Linked DNA regions of Mus musculus: regions 1, 2 and 3 are each linked to region 4. Evidence: chromatin contacts called from public Hi-C, HiChIP or PLAC-seq and Micro-C data. All regions are on one chromosome and are shown on one strand. The core of a region is the stretch at or near the end of the contact, and the rest is flanking DNA. Distances in the headings are between cores, read along the strand shown. Region 1 overlaps Tspan9 (tetraspanin 9). Region 2 holds the start of Klrb1c (killer cell lectin-like receptor subfamily B member 1C). Region 3 has its middle 9.7 kb from the start of Gm52879. Region 4 holds the start of Tulp3 (tubby-like protein 3).

Region 1 (3,378 bases), core at 312-2,811, 380 kb before region 4:
AGAACCGGAGACTGGAGAATCTGGGGTGAGGCAGAGTGACTCAGGAGTATCAGGATTCAGCCAGTATAAGCACCAACCAAGTGGGGTCTTCAGTTCCTTCACGTTGTCCAGTCCTGGTTGGAACCTGTCTCTAAGCAAGGGCAAGCTAAGGTGGCTCCTAAGCTAGAAGCTTCCTCTGTTAGCTCACTCAACCAAGGGCCTTTCAAAAGTTTCATTTAGAAACCGACATGCGAACTTGATAAGACAAACCCCTAACCTAATGTCTGCACCCAGCCCATCAAGGCTGGGACGTTGGTCTGCCCTGTTCACGATACGTCTTCGTGGTCGAGAATGGCACCCCAGCCTTGTCCATGCACTGCAGCCATCTGGACCTTGTCCTAGGCCTGCAAAAGGAAAGGTGCAGGCTCCCTAGACGACACGAGTCTATCAGCCTGTCTCAGGCTTCTTCGTCTCCAAGGAACTTACCCAGCACATGCCTAGCAGGTAAACGGAGGCCCCCAAAGTAATGTGGACAGGCCAAGCTAGCCCTGCAACCAAACTCCCCTCACTGCTAGCCACATACTAACCGCCCACATCTCATCTTCAGGTTGGCTATACTGACTGACTGGTCAAGTTAACGCATATTTCTGCCCCCAGGTAGGACATCCACACAGGCACCCATTTCTCCAGGGCCACGGCTGCTCCAAATTCACCCATGTCTGGGTACTCTATCCCCATCTAGTCAGACTCCATATCACCTCCACCCACCCAGCCCTTCACAAGGGGAAAGATGGGCCCTCCCAGAGTGGACTGATCCAGGGCGTGGTCATGAGTTCATGCTAGCCCCCTCCCAAGGCTTCTGTCGTAAAAAAAAAAAAAAAAAAAAAAAAAAACAGCTCCTTTTGAGGATCAGACTCGTGCTCTTCCATTGTCCTTCCACCACCGGACCCAGAAAATACTTGGAACACTGAATGTTTCTTCAGCGACTGGTGGGTAGGTGGGTGGGTAGGGGGTTGAGTGGGTGGGCGAGCTCAGGAACGGGGGCACATGCACATCCACATTCCCACTCAAGAAAGAAGCTCCCTCTAAACCCTGGCCTCTCCACTCCTGGAAGCCCCAGTACCCCGTCAGGAACTCCTAACATGGTGTTCCCAGCCTAGCACACAGCCCTGCACACCACTGGCCTTTTCAGCCTCACTACCTCCTATACCTGAAGAGAGCTGCTGCAGACATGGTCTCTGAGTGTAGATTCCAGCAGCAGCGCTACACCATCCCCGGGCCTCTGAAACCCCTCTTGGACAGCAGGAGACATGGGAACACGAGGGCTCCCAGTGCCCAAGACATAATGGCAGTTAATAAATTAGCAGATAAGGCAAAAAAGAGAGACAATCCTGACAATTTTAATTGCACCACCTGACACACTGGCTCCTTTTAAGAGCCCTGCCTGGCCCTGAAAGAGGACAACCTGCTAAGAACTTTGCAGTGGGGAGCAGAGAGGATTCGCTCCACTCACCAGGGTGGGAGAGGGGCTACTACTTTGTATTGCAAGCGGCCCTCTTTCTCTGCAGCTCATTCATTCTCATAGCCATAAAGAGAGGCAGACGGGCTGCTGGCTGGTGAGGAGGGGAGCCGGGGAGCACGTTTCCAACTCCATACCCATGGAAAAGAAAGGACAAAGGCAGAGTCTTCTGCCAAAGTCACCCAGCCAGCAGGAGGATGGTGGCTGCAGAGATTTGCTAGGGCCAGAGGGGAGGCAGCCATGAAGCGCCCCCCTACATCTGATCTGAGCATTTGCCTGCAGTCTGCATTCCAGTTCCCTCCATATAACTCCAGGGAAGGAGTCTATTAACTGTAGATCCCACTTCCCTGTGGCTAACATGCATCAGTCCTCATTTCCGAGAGGCTCACCAGGAACGAGTGTGACAGGCCTTTAAATATTTGAGCATGTGTACTTAGCAACGCTCTCTCCCAAGTCTCCTGGCCTAGGAAAGGGCTTTTACATCCTTCACCTCTGAGTCACCCTCTGCTGCTCATCTGTCTCACAGTGAAAGTCACTCTAGCTGGAGGGAACGGGCACTGCTCCCCTCCCACCCTCGGAGCTGAGCTCTGCACTTCTCGCATGGGCACAGCCCGTTGTAAGCGCCATTGGTTTGACTGGTGGCCTCGGCAGCTTGGCTGCCTGTTGAGTGTGTGCAGAATTTCAAACTGAATAGGACCACTCCTTGGCCATTCTTCACTGGATGTTGTTCTCCTCACAAGCTCCAATTTCTTCACAGCTCCACTCCACAGTCCCCAGCTCAGGGGTGACAGGGAGATCACACCCATATTTCTAAGCCTAATTTTCCTCCAAATAAACATTGCATAAGGCACCTGCAACCTACAACCCAGTTACATTTTGATGATTCCAGCATGGGCTAGTTCTGTACAGACACTAAGAATACTGTGCTTGGTGTGTGTGTGTGTGTGTGCGGTGGCACTCGGGGCTTGCTGTCCTCTTGTCTCTGGGAGGGTCCTGGTGCCTTTGTTGGAGTATGACTCATCTGATGGGACGCTGGGGTCTGGCTTTGGCATATGGAATCAGTGCCTTGCTCTCTACATGGGGTTGGTAGGGTTCAAGGGTGAGCAGATTCAATCTGGATCTGTCCTGGGCTTCACTGAAGGGTGCAGGAAGATGCCGGTCCTAGAGAGCAAAGGGCAAGGACTGTTTGCCACCTACCCTGTGTTGTTCCAACACAGCCCTTAAAGACAGGCTCACTACCCCCAGGAGGAAAGGGCGCCTGCTCAGGGAGGCTCCCCTGATGCACACCCTTCCCAGGCCCATCAGCTTTCTCAGAAGCTAGTGTCTCTCCACCTGTTGAAATGGGCTGTAGTGTCCCATGTGGCACTAAGATGGGTGGGGGTGTCACACCTGCCCCCAAGGGTGCCCGTGCCCCGAAAGCAAAAAGCTTGAGGATCGGCTCCCAGAAGGGCCACAAGATGATGTGTGGCTGGGACGGCAAAGAGCCCCAGATGACACAGAGCACCTGCCAGCCGTGTATAGGGAGAGCGATCACTCAACAGTCCATAAACATTGATTACTACTGCTGCCCCTCCCACACTGGTGCACCCTGGCAGAAGCGCGCTTTCTTCCCAATCAGGCACCTTCTAGGCCAAGAGCTCTGCCTAGCCTGGTAGCCACCGGCTTCAGGTGAGATGGGGCTCGGCAGGTGTCAGGGAGAAGGTATACCAGGGCATACTTGTATGACTCTGTGTTCCCCGGTTTTCACCAATCCAACCAGTTCCCGCTGGTTCTTGGCAGCAAGAGTCAGGGTCTGAGTCCCCAGACTGAAAGCTTCACTCGACAGGCACACAATTGTTCCTCGGATTGTTGTCCCTGCAGCTTGGAATGCACAGGAGATC
Region 2 (3,276 bases), core at 450-2,949, 430 kb after region 4:
GGAATAGGAGACTATAAAGTACTCAGTCCTAAGTGGCACATCTGCATCTCATCCCACCGCAAAACAAAGCTCTGCCATTATCACAGAAGAGGGGAAAGAATGACTGCAGAGCCAGAGATGGTGGACAACTTCAATGAAACACTGTCTTTCAGACACAGTAGGGCAGTTGCATATATGAATTCAGGCCATTTGTGATAGCCTGCACAAGACCTTCGAAAGCTCAAGTCAGGTAAAGGCCCAGAGTAGTCGGGGGAGTTGGGCATGGAGTTCCAACGTCATCTGGGGAGTCATTGACAGCTGATGGCTGCTAGGAGTGGGAGAGTCAGTTTTGTTCAAGGATACAGTCCCTATGAGGCCACCTGTGCTCCAGGTCATGACCTTAAGCCCATGCACACACTGGCAGTGCTGTCTAGACTCAGTGGGAAAACAAAACCCCAAACCTTCAGCTTCTCAAGTCATGTCTTCCATGTTTGCAATCATAAACAGGGAAAGCAAACACTTGCCTGCACCTACCACACATAACTGGCCCCTCAAATCCCCCTCTGGTCAACAAAACCCTCCACTTTCCCAGACCCTATGTAAAGTTTATAATGCAGTTTTGGTGACTTTTTTCTCTGTACTTTTTTCCTGATTTTTTTTTTTCTTTTTTTTTCAGTTTTTTGAGACAGGGTTTCTCTGTATAGTCTTGGAGGTCCTGGAACTCACTTTGTAGACCAGGTTGGCCTCGAACTCAGAAATCTGCCTGTCTCTGCCTCCCAAGTGCTGGAATTAAAGGCATGCACCACCATGCCCGGCTTCCTGATTTTTTTTTTAACTATTTTTTTTTATAGTTTCTGACAAACAGCCTTAAAGAGTTGTGGGTTTACATTCTTGACACAGTATAGACAGGCTAGATTTTAAGCACTGCAGTTTTAGATAAGGAAACTCAGTTATGTCACTGAACTCCATACCATACCATGACCACTGTAGACATACTTTCGGCCTCTGTGTCTGTCTCTTTTCATCCATCCCTAAGTCATGGTACCCTTCATAAATGCCTCCTATCAGTCTTCCACATTTCTGGCAAACAGGGTGCCACATCCCTCAACTCCTCCAGTGCTCAGTGCTAGAATGGCATGGAGAGGAGTCGTGGTGTTTGTGTTCTGCAGAGAAGTCTGGACCAGGCAAGACGCTTTATAGTGAGTCTGCCTGCCAGAAGAATCTCTTTCCTTGTAGATATGAAATATCTTCAGGATCTTGTGGCTAAAGTCAAAAGAATACCTGCTCAAGTTTCACACTGACTGACTGATTAAAGATGGAACCAGTGAGCTTTTTATTAATCCAAAGTTGTAGCCATCTACACTCTTCAGCGCTGGTAGATGGTTGCTCACTTTCATAGCAATAACTTAAAACTGTAAGAAAAATCATAACTCTGGAAGATATTCTAATGTTACAAGGAAAAATAAAGTGACTGACCTGGGGGAAGAGATGGGGGTGACTCATGCCAAGCCCCCAGTGTCCTGGGTGGCTTTAAACCGAGGTAGATACTTGCTGTGTCCATTTCACAGGAGATGCAACACTTAACTGGTGGTGAGAAGGGACAAACTCCAAGGCCTTTGAGGTGAAATAAGCAAAAGAAAGTCCTCTGTGAATGCTCTGCTCTGTTCCCACACCCACTGATTCCTGTCTCTGAGGGTTTCTCCATGGTTACTGACTGACCTTGCTGTCTGTCCCACCCACACAGCTTACACACTACTGTCTTTTTTTTTTTTTTCTGTGTTCTTCCCTCATACAAAACACCATGACCACAGCTTTCCTTCCTTCCTTTCCTCCTACTTCCCCTTCCTCTCCGCTCCCCCAGATCCACTGCTCCTTTGTCTCCCTTCAGAAAGGAACAGGCCTCCCAGTGACATCAACTGAATACAGGATAACAAGATGCAATAAGACTGGGCACAAATCCTCTTACCAGGGTTGGATAAGACAGTGCAGCAGGAGGAAAAGATTCCCATGAGCAGGGAAAAGAGTCAGAGACACTCGAACTCCAACTGTTAGGAATTCCAGAAGAATACCAAGCTGACAGCCATAACATATATGCAGAGGGCCTAGTGCAGACCCATGCAGGCTTTATGACTGCTGCTTCAGGCTCTGTGAGTCCCTATGAGCCCTGCTTAGATGATTCTGTGGGCCATGTTCTCCTGGTGTCCTGGTGTCCTCCATGCCTCTGGCTCCCACAGTCCTTCCTCTGCCACTTTCATGGGGCTCCTGTGCTCTGCCTAATGTTTGGCTGTGGGTCTCTGCATCTGCTCCCATTACATGTTATTGTCTTAAGAAAGGAAGGTGTAACATGTGGTCTTCTTTTGTTCTGAATCTGGTAACCATTTGTTTTGAGTTATTCTCTCAAGGTGAATGCAGCCGAGGGTCAGTGAAATGCAACATTCTTCCTCAATTCAAATTTAAGTGACTGATTTTTACCAATTTACCAGCAATCAAGATACAATATATTATTGTAAAAATAAATAGTAATATGTGCAAGTCCACAGTTATACGTGACATGAGCTGAAGCTCTAAGATCCTCCTGAAACATCCATGCTGTGAAGGAAGCTGTGAGATGTGGACATGTCATGACTGTGGGAAGAATTCATGACTGACACAACAGGAAAAACACTGAGGGCGGAGCGACACCTGCAGCTCTGGCTCTACCCTGTCCTGAAGGTCCAGGTGGGTGTAACATCATTCACCTGAGTGAAAGGACTTCATCTGTCAGAGCTCAGGGAGTGGAGGACTTGGGTCTATGGGATGTGATAACTCCTCCAAGGGTTTCCAGGCCTAGAGTCTTAGAGCAAGGACTACTAATGCCGAGTCACACATTCACACATTATAAGTGATAAAGAAAAGCAAGGACTTCCTTAAAGTCACCTTCTGTGGTCAGAATGGAATTGTACCAGGCACTCATCACTAAATGACAGTGCAGGTGTCAGCTGGCTGAGAGTTCCAGGAGACAGAAGGTGCACACTCATAGCATATGCCACAAGATCACTGAAGAAGGAAGCAGGGGGAATTATATATGAGGGCCTCACAGCTCACTTAAGACTCAGTGGGGCCTCCTCAGCTGTCTCTGATGACAGCCATTTTACTCAACACAAGGCTGAGCATAGGGTTCTGCACCATGCTCCATCTATTTTTTTTTCAGTCCTCGTGAATTTGAGGCAAGCACTCAATTGCCTATGTTCCTGACGCTTCATGCTTTGCCTAGACCGAAGATTTTAGCAATCACACAATATTTTTCATCTTTAGTCA
Region 3 (3,014 bases), core at 49-2,548, 260 kb before region 4:
CCAGCAGAGGGCACTGACATGAAGTCATGCCACCATTGCCCCCATCGTGGACAGTGCTTCCACACGGGGAGGCCACCTAGAATGGGGTCCCAGAGAGAGCAACTACCATGGGTAGGGTCTGGGCAGCAACACTAGCTCGATAGGCCAGTTAGAAGTGCAAGGCACACCACCAAACACTCTCATCCCCTACCAGATGCCTACATAGCATCACTAACCAGCGGAAGGCTCTGGCAGCTGGGGCCACCTGGTATCTCCATAGAACAACTAGGGTCCCATCCCTGGCTATGTTTGGGGTACAGACTAATAGGGTACTTAGAGGTAGTAGGTGGGGGTGGTGACAGATCGTGTCCCCATTTCTGGCATCCTGGGAGAATTTCTCTTTCACCCACTAACCCCGCCACGTGCAAAGCTGATCATTACAGGAAGAATAAAAAATGTCCCAGCCTCCGGATCAATGGCCAGTTCAGCGTTTTATCTTGGAAACGTTGAAAATACCCTTGACCTCTCTGAGACTCCAGTTCACGCCATGGGTCTCAAGAGGACAGCCCAGTCCTTGACACAAAACTGTAGGAAAGACATATGAGCCCTGACGCCAGACAAAAACTGCAGACCCAGAAACAACACTCAGAGCACTGAAGACTGAACCTGAAATGGGGTGTGGCTTGGCATCCTGTGGGACTACCCTGCAGAGATCTAAGGCTACACGTGGCTATGACCAGCTGTGGGATGGGGGACTACACCCAGGGGTTGCTGGGAGTAGATGGGCCATGAAATCGGCAGACTCCGCCCACTTCTGGACTCAAGCTGAGCTTCCAGGGAGTTTGCTAGTGCTGTATGTCCCTGCTGCAGGAAAGCTCTGTCCTTGATCTTACAGCACTGCTCTTCCCAGGCTAGTCCTGCCCTAGGCATGACCCCTCCCTCCATGTCTGGCACCAACCACACAGGCTGCCAAGCTGAGGTGGAGGTGGGCAGTCTCAGTTTCCTCAGAGCCCAGTTCTCTGCTTCTGGGCCCCACACAGCCCTGCAACGCACAGCTAGAGTGTAGTCTACAGCAGGAACACCCTACAAAGGGTGTTTGGCCACAGGTAGGGTGCTGAAAGGCCACCTCCAAGCCTGTGACAGTGTCCTGAGACAGCCACTTCTCAAAAGTAGACTGATGCGGCTTCATCTCACTCAGCCTTGCCTCAGAACCATCTAAGAACCTGTGACAAATGTGATTTGAGACTGAGGCAGAGGGCCACATGGCCAGGAAAGCTAGACTGAGTAAAACAACCTGCTGGAAAAAACCAACAGGTTTCCTGCTGCCATCTAGTGGCCAGCACATGGAAGAGCAGGCACCACAACAAGGCCACCAAGAAGTCTCAGGGGCTATATCCCCCTCCCCAACAAGTCCAGACTGAGACTAGGTGACCACAAGTAGAACCCACACAGGAGTCGTGAGTGCCAGATAAAAAAAAAAGTGCAACACCCTCACAAAACAGAAGACCTGCCAGATGTCCATCCAAGGGCTTAGGAGAAAGGGCAGAAAGGCTGGAATGGCGATTGGCCTGAATCGGCAGGCAGCAAAGCATGATGTCAGTCCTGACCATGCCTACTGTCCTGGGTGGCCTTTCCTCCTCTCCTCCTCTGGTTCCTTTCAGCTGTTCTTCCTGTCACTTGCCACAGCCAGGGGCCCCCAGGCTGCGCACTTGTCTTCATGCAGCCCCTCCTTCCCCCATCTGTGCCAGCATCACTGTCTCTTCCATGTCACACACCACCTCCCTCATCCTTCCGCCCTGGGCACCAGTCACTGGCTCACCCATCCATCTTCTCTACTTCTTCGTGTTCACTAGCGGTCGCCCTCCTGTTAGGCAGCTGGCCTCATAGTTCGGCCTACACCTCAGAGACCCTACTTCCAACCTTGGAAGACTGAGGACTCAAAAGAGCTCTAGCTGCTACTGTCCCAAGGCCTCCTTCCTTCTTGTCTTATAGAAGGCCATCTAGCTTCCAGTTTGCTTGTGGGCCTTGAAACCTGAGCGACTGTCAACTCTAAAGCAGCTATCCTGAGAGAAACAGTGGGCCCTCCGGAACCCTGGGCTGTATTGCCCATCCAAGAGGCAAGACAGACATAGTGTGATCTGAGCGCATGCTTCGGTTCACCCCTGATGTCTGTCAAATGCCTGGTAAGTTCCTTCCTCCCGAAAACCTTAACATGCCCCCATTGGTACAACAAAGGATCATTACATGGGTCCTTCTGAGGCCAAAATATCTACAAGATTAACCTACACTAAGATGTCAGTAACTGGTAACTTGGTAACTGGGAAGACAGTGTCGGTCTATCACCCATCCACGCCGCAGAAGCAGCACGCTGGACATGTAAGTGAGGGTGAGGCTATTTTTAACACTGTGACTTGTTTAGCTCTGGGTTAGCCACAGCATGGGGGATGGAGACTCAAGGTCAATACTGGCTCGCACAAAAAGGAAAGCACTTGCCTGGAGCTTGACCTCCAACAAGGTCAGGGTGGCCAACCTCATGTGACACCTTTTGGGAGTAGCTCCAAGGATCACCTCTCACAATGGCAGAGTTAATGCCATTGGTAGCTGAGGAAACTACAACCCAGGACAGTTCTATACTGCAGAGCCAGTGAACTGACCAGGGTGGCTGGCCAGTGGCACTCTTCTATCATGATAGATACTCAGCAGGTAGCCTTCAGTTCTGCCTCCTCTCCTCTCCCCTCCTCTCCAGCAAGTTATTCTCACGAAGCTACCCCCCAACCACATACTCTCAAGTGGCCTTTTTGGCACTGAGATGAGAGATGAAGATCCCCAATCCATACCAAGTTTCCCGTGTGACCTCCCACAGAAGGGCGCTATGATTGGAGACTACACGGGGAATGGAGGCTCTCCAATCTGGCCCGGGTGCTAGCAAATCTTTCACAGCAGGGAATTTTTCCTGTAACAGCCACGTGGCTTTTTAAGTAAATTGAGTACCGGGTGTCACTGCCTCAACCCTACCCTGGTGGAAGGGGCCTGTT
Region 4 (3,176 bases), core at 323-2,822:
GGTGGGGGAGGAGGCATTAAAGCTTAAAGCTTCAAGTCCAGGAGATGAAAACAAAACAAAACAAAAACCTGCCAGCTGGTCCCAGTTTCAAAGTCAAGTCCTTGTTCCCTAAAATCATGAGTCATGGAAGGCAGAGTCAGATGGGTCTGTATGAGTTTGAGGCTAACCTGGTTTGAATATCGAGTTTCAGTCTTGCTTCATAAGACCTATCTCAAAAAATAAAATAAAAATAAAATCACATCCCTAAGAAATTTACTTCTCTAAAAATCATTTCGTTAACAACTAAATCCCTCAACTGAACGCGATATCATTTGATTTCAACCGGATACACGCTGAATTCTAACTTTCCTACCCCGACCTTACCCTTGTAAATGGATCTTCGGTTCCCAAAATGGAGAAGTTGTAAACAAATTTCAGAGAGCAGCTATCATGTTTATAGAATTTAGTTGATGAAAGATTAAAACAGGTGACGCCTTGGGAGGCAGAGGTAGGGGGCAAATGTTCAAAGTCCTCCTTATTAACTTATTATTAAGTTTCAGGGAAGCCTAGTCTGGATGGGACCCACGGGGGGTGGGGGGGTCGCTATTCCGTCTTTATAACTTTGTAAAATATGGTTTCGGATCAGTTAAAAACCAGTTTAAACGTCAGACCAAATCCTAACACGCCAAGCCTTTATCGCTGTGGTAATGGAATGGTAAAGGAAGAATGTAGTTGGCGTGTTTGATTTTAATCCTCACACCATGCCAAAGTTTTGAGCCAGTGATTTCACACGGCCCCCCATTAACTTTTCGTTAGCCTAGCTGACAAGAAATGAACAGGCTGAGATTGCAGCCCGTTTGTCTTTCCAAGCTCACCATGTGAACCAGGCAAAAAGAGGGGTATTGGTAGAAAAGCCAGGGGCACGAGCAAGAGTACGGATCAGTCTAAACTAAGTCCTGATTGAAAGAACTGCTAGAACTCAGGGGAAGGAAGAAAGAAGAAAAGAACAGTTTTGCATTTTCAGCTCTCGGACTCGTTCCAGAATTCCGCAATGACTGCCAAATGCAACGGCCTTGGAACCAATTAACCATCACTCGCGACCTTCCGCGTCGACTCCCAAGAGTGCCCTCCTTCCAGCTCAGTTCTGATCCTACTCGTGAAAGACATGGGGGAGGGCGAACGCATTGCAAGTAAGGGAATCGAGACCCCAGGGGAGCAGGGCGAGCTGGTCCAGGGTAAACTCCAGGGGAGCGGCTCAAGAGTGCTGGCGGCACGGGATGCACAGCGCATTGCAAATGAGGGAATCGGAGGCCCTTGGGGAGTAGGGTGAGCAGGTTCGGGGTAAATTCCAGGAAAGAGACGCGAGAGCGCTCTGGCGACGCGGGGTGTGCAAAGCGCCTGCTCAGCTGGGGACCCGATCTTGGCCTCCGCTCTTGCCCGCCCACCCTGGAGACCCCAGCCCGCCCCACCGCCGCCTGACCTGTCCCCGCGGGGTCCGGGTGCGCAGCGCGCCGCCTCCATACCCGCCCGACCGGTGGCATCAGCGTCCAGACCCCGAGACGCCGCCGCCCGGCTGGAGAGGATGGAGGAGATCGGGCCCCGCCCCTGACAACCACACCCCGCACTGTCGCCGACGCCCATTGGTCCAGTGCCCTACGCTCCCCTCTCACTGGCAAATGGCGTTAGCCATGATGCTGGAGGGTTTCCAGGGGGCGGGAGGCACCGGGAGGCGAAGGCGCGTGCGCTAGATCCGGGAGCAGCCCCCCGGGGTTGGGTCGGAAGAGTCTGCTGCTCCATTCCACCGCTCCGGGACTGGCCCCCACAGAGCGATCCCCAGCACCCCTCTGTGGCACCGAGAACATCCAGGCTGCTGCCTTGGGTTTTCTACTCTTTATCACCTGAAGCCTCAGCATCTGACCACCGACTCTGGGATAGCCGAGGCCTTCAGCCTCCCAAACCAGCCTTTGCCCAAAGCCCGACTGAGGGATCCCTACCTGGGGACCTTCAGCAAATGTCCTTATTTAGTGAGGGTAGCAGCTAAGCTGTCCTCTCTGCAGTAAATCATGCCTCCAGCCATCAATGCCTTTGTGGCTTTGGTCCCTATAGGACTTTATGACCAGAACTATAGCATATAAACTTAATTAGTAAGGCCAAAGTCACACTGATGTTGAATCCAAAAATTCACTTAAAAAATAATGTATTTATTTTGAGACAGGATTTCACTATACTATCCTCGGTTGGTCTGGAACTCTGAGATCCTACTGCCTCTGTCACCCTAGTGCTAGAATTAAAGGCATGTGCCATCGTGCCCTAGGCTATTATGTGTATGTTTCACCTATGTGTATGTCTGCATATCATATGCATCCCTGGTGCCCAAGGCTGTCAGATACCCCGGAACTGGAGTTACAGATGGTTGTGAGTCACCATGTGGGTGCTGGGAATAGAACTCGCGCCTCCGGGCATCCAGGGCTCATAACTGCTGAGCCACCTCTCCAGGTCCCAGAAATTAATTTTTGAAAACTAGGGAATATGATACCTGCACACATAGGCTAGGAAAGCATTGCACTCACTTAGCCCCTCTCCCTGTGGGACTCTGGATTGCTCCTTTGTGTGTGTGTGTGTGTGTGTGCTACAAATCTTCACTCATAAGCTCTGCTTGGTCTAGAAAGGGCTAGTGCTAAATGAGTAGGGTTGAAAGAGATGCTATTTGAATGAGTAAGAGGACCACTGAGACAGGCACATCCACACTACCCACACTAGAGTGTGAGCTTCCACTTTATGTACACATAGGATAAGTTACTGATAGGAATCCATTTCTCCACCACATGTGATAGCGTCATATTTCTTCCACTGTAAACACATCTCAAAACACAAACCTAAAGTACTCATCCGTCCCCTAGCTCTCTGACCCCATCGTATTCACCAACACAGGCCTGGCTTGGGACCCTTTGAGCCAAGGCTGTCAACCATTAAAAACCAGAGCTCTCTCTTGATTTTCTCCAGTCGCTGAGCCTCACACTCGGTACCAACAGCGTGAGATGAATTAGTTCGAGGCAGAAGACTAATAAGCATAGACCTTTTATAGATGGGCACGAGGCTGCATTACTGACAACGGCTGGGTTCTCTAAAAACTCGGCAGCCATTTATTTACAAACGCTGTGAACAGTACAAGAAACGTCAGAGGTCTAAACAGTTAA

Evidence for each region. A called contact is a pair of places that touch in the nucleus more often than the background predicts. HiChIP or PLAC-seq counts read pairs in DNA pulled down with a chosen protein or histone mark.
Region 1: a Hi-C map of cortical neurons shows a contact between it and region 4, with 2.7 times the contacts expected there. The contact joins the enhancer-like site here to the promoter of Tulp3 in region 4. A contact is called at or near these places in 3 of 39 promoter capture datasets (the 3T3-L1 cell line and cranial neural crest), 1 of 15 datasets of contacts at CTCF or cohesin (embryonic stem cells), 8 of 484 Hi-C or Micro-C datasets (the N1E-115 cell line, cardiomyocytes, cerebral cortex and 4 more), 9 of 115 datasets of contacts at active chromatin or transcription factors (embryonic hindbrain, embryonic limb bud, embryonic midbrain and 6 more) and 1 of 9 other capture datasets (adipose tissue).
Region 2: a contact with region 4 is called in an H3K27ac HiChIP or PLAC-seq map of microglia, with 6 times the contacts expected there. The contact joins the promoter of Klrb1c here to the promoter of Tulp3 in region 4. A contact is called at or near these places in 2 of 39 promoter capture datasets (liver and pre-B cells), 3 of 484 Hi-C or Micro-C datasets (B cells, CD4 T cells and CD8 T cells), 3 of 115 datasets of contacts at active chromatin or transcription factors (bone marrow-derived macrophages, microglia and pancreatic cancer cells) and 1 of 9 other capture datasets (adipose tissue).
Region 3: a contact with region 4 is called in a Micro-C map of embryonic stem cells, with 2.0 times the contacts expected there. The contact joins the enhancer-like site here to the promoter of Tulp3 in region 4. A contact is called at or near these places in 1 of 39 promoter capture datasets (cranial neural crest), 5 of 484 Hi-C or Micro-C datasets (cortical neurons, embryonic stem cells, extraembryonic endoderm stem cells and 1 more), 7 of 115 datasets of contacts at active chromatin or transcription factors (embryonic stem cells, extraembryonic endoderm stem cells, pancreatic cancer cells and 2 more) and 1 of 9 other capture datasets (pancreatic islet).

The regions. Positions count from the first base shown.
Region 1 is chr6:127,972,195-127,975,572 of GRCm38.p6, forward strand. The region is part of intron 1 of Tspan9 (tetraspanin 9); the gene reads right to left. Among named protein-coding and RNA genes, the nearest start is that of Gm15870, 29 kb to the left of the region's middle. Within about 2 kb of position 1,562, at least 51 of the 459 cell types and tissues checked have an H3K27ac peak or open chromatin away from gene starts, as enhancers often do. A contact at or near this core is called in cortical neurons, embryonic limb bud and pancreatic cancer cells, where this site is marked.
Region 2 is chr6:128,786,942-128,790,217 of GRCm38.p6, forward strand. Klrb1c (killer cell lectin-like receptor subfamily B member 1C) reads right to left here and starts at 1,700. Exons shown (of 6, transcript NM_001159904.1): 1 at 1,456-1,700. The coding sequence starts at 1,684.
Region 3 is chr6:128,090,378-128,093,391 of GRCm38.p6, forward strand. It overlaps a transcript of Tspan9 not described here. Among named protein-coding and RNA genes, the nearest start is that of Gm52879, 9.7 kb to the right of the region's middle. Within about 2 kb of position 1,299, at least 59 of the 459 cell types and tissues checked have an H3K27ac peak or open chromatin away from gene starts, as enhancers often do. A contact at or near this core is called in cortical neurons, embryonic stem cells, palatal mesenchyme and 1 more, where this site is marked.
Region 4 is chr6:128,354,279-128,357,454 of GRCm38.p6, forward strand. It overlaps Tulp3 (tubby-like protein 3), which reads right to left and starts at 1,573. Exons shown (of 11, transcript NM_011657.2): 1 at 1,460-1,573. The coding sequence starts at 1,500. It overlaps Rhno1 (RAD9-HUS1-RAD1 interacting nuclear orphan 1), which reads right to left. Exons shown (of 3, transcript NM_001326585.1): 3 at 2,722-3,176.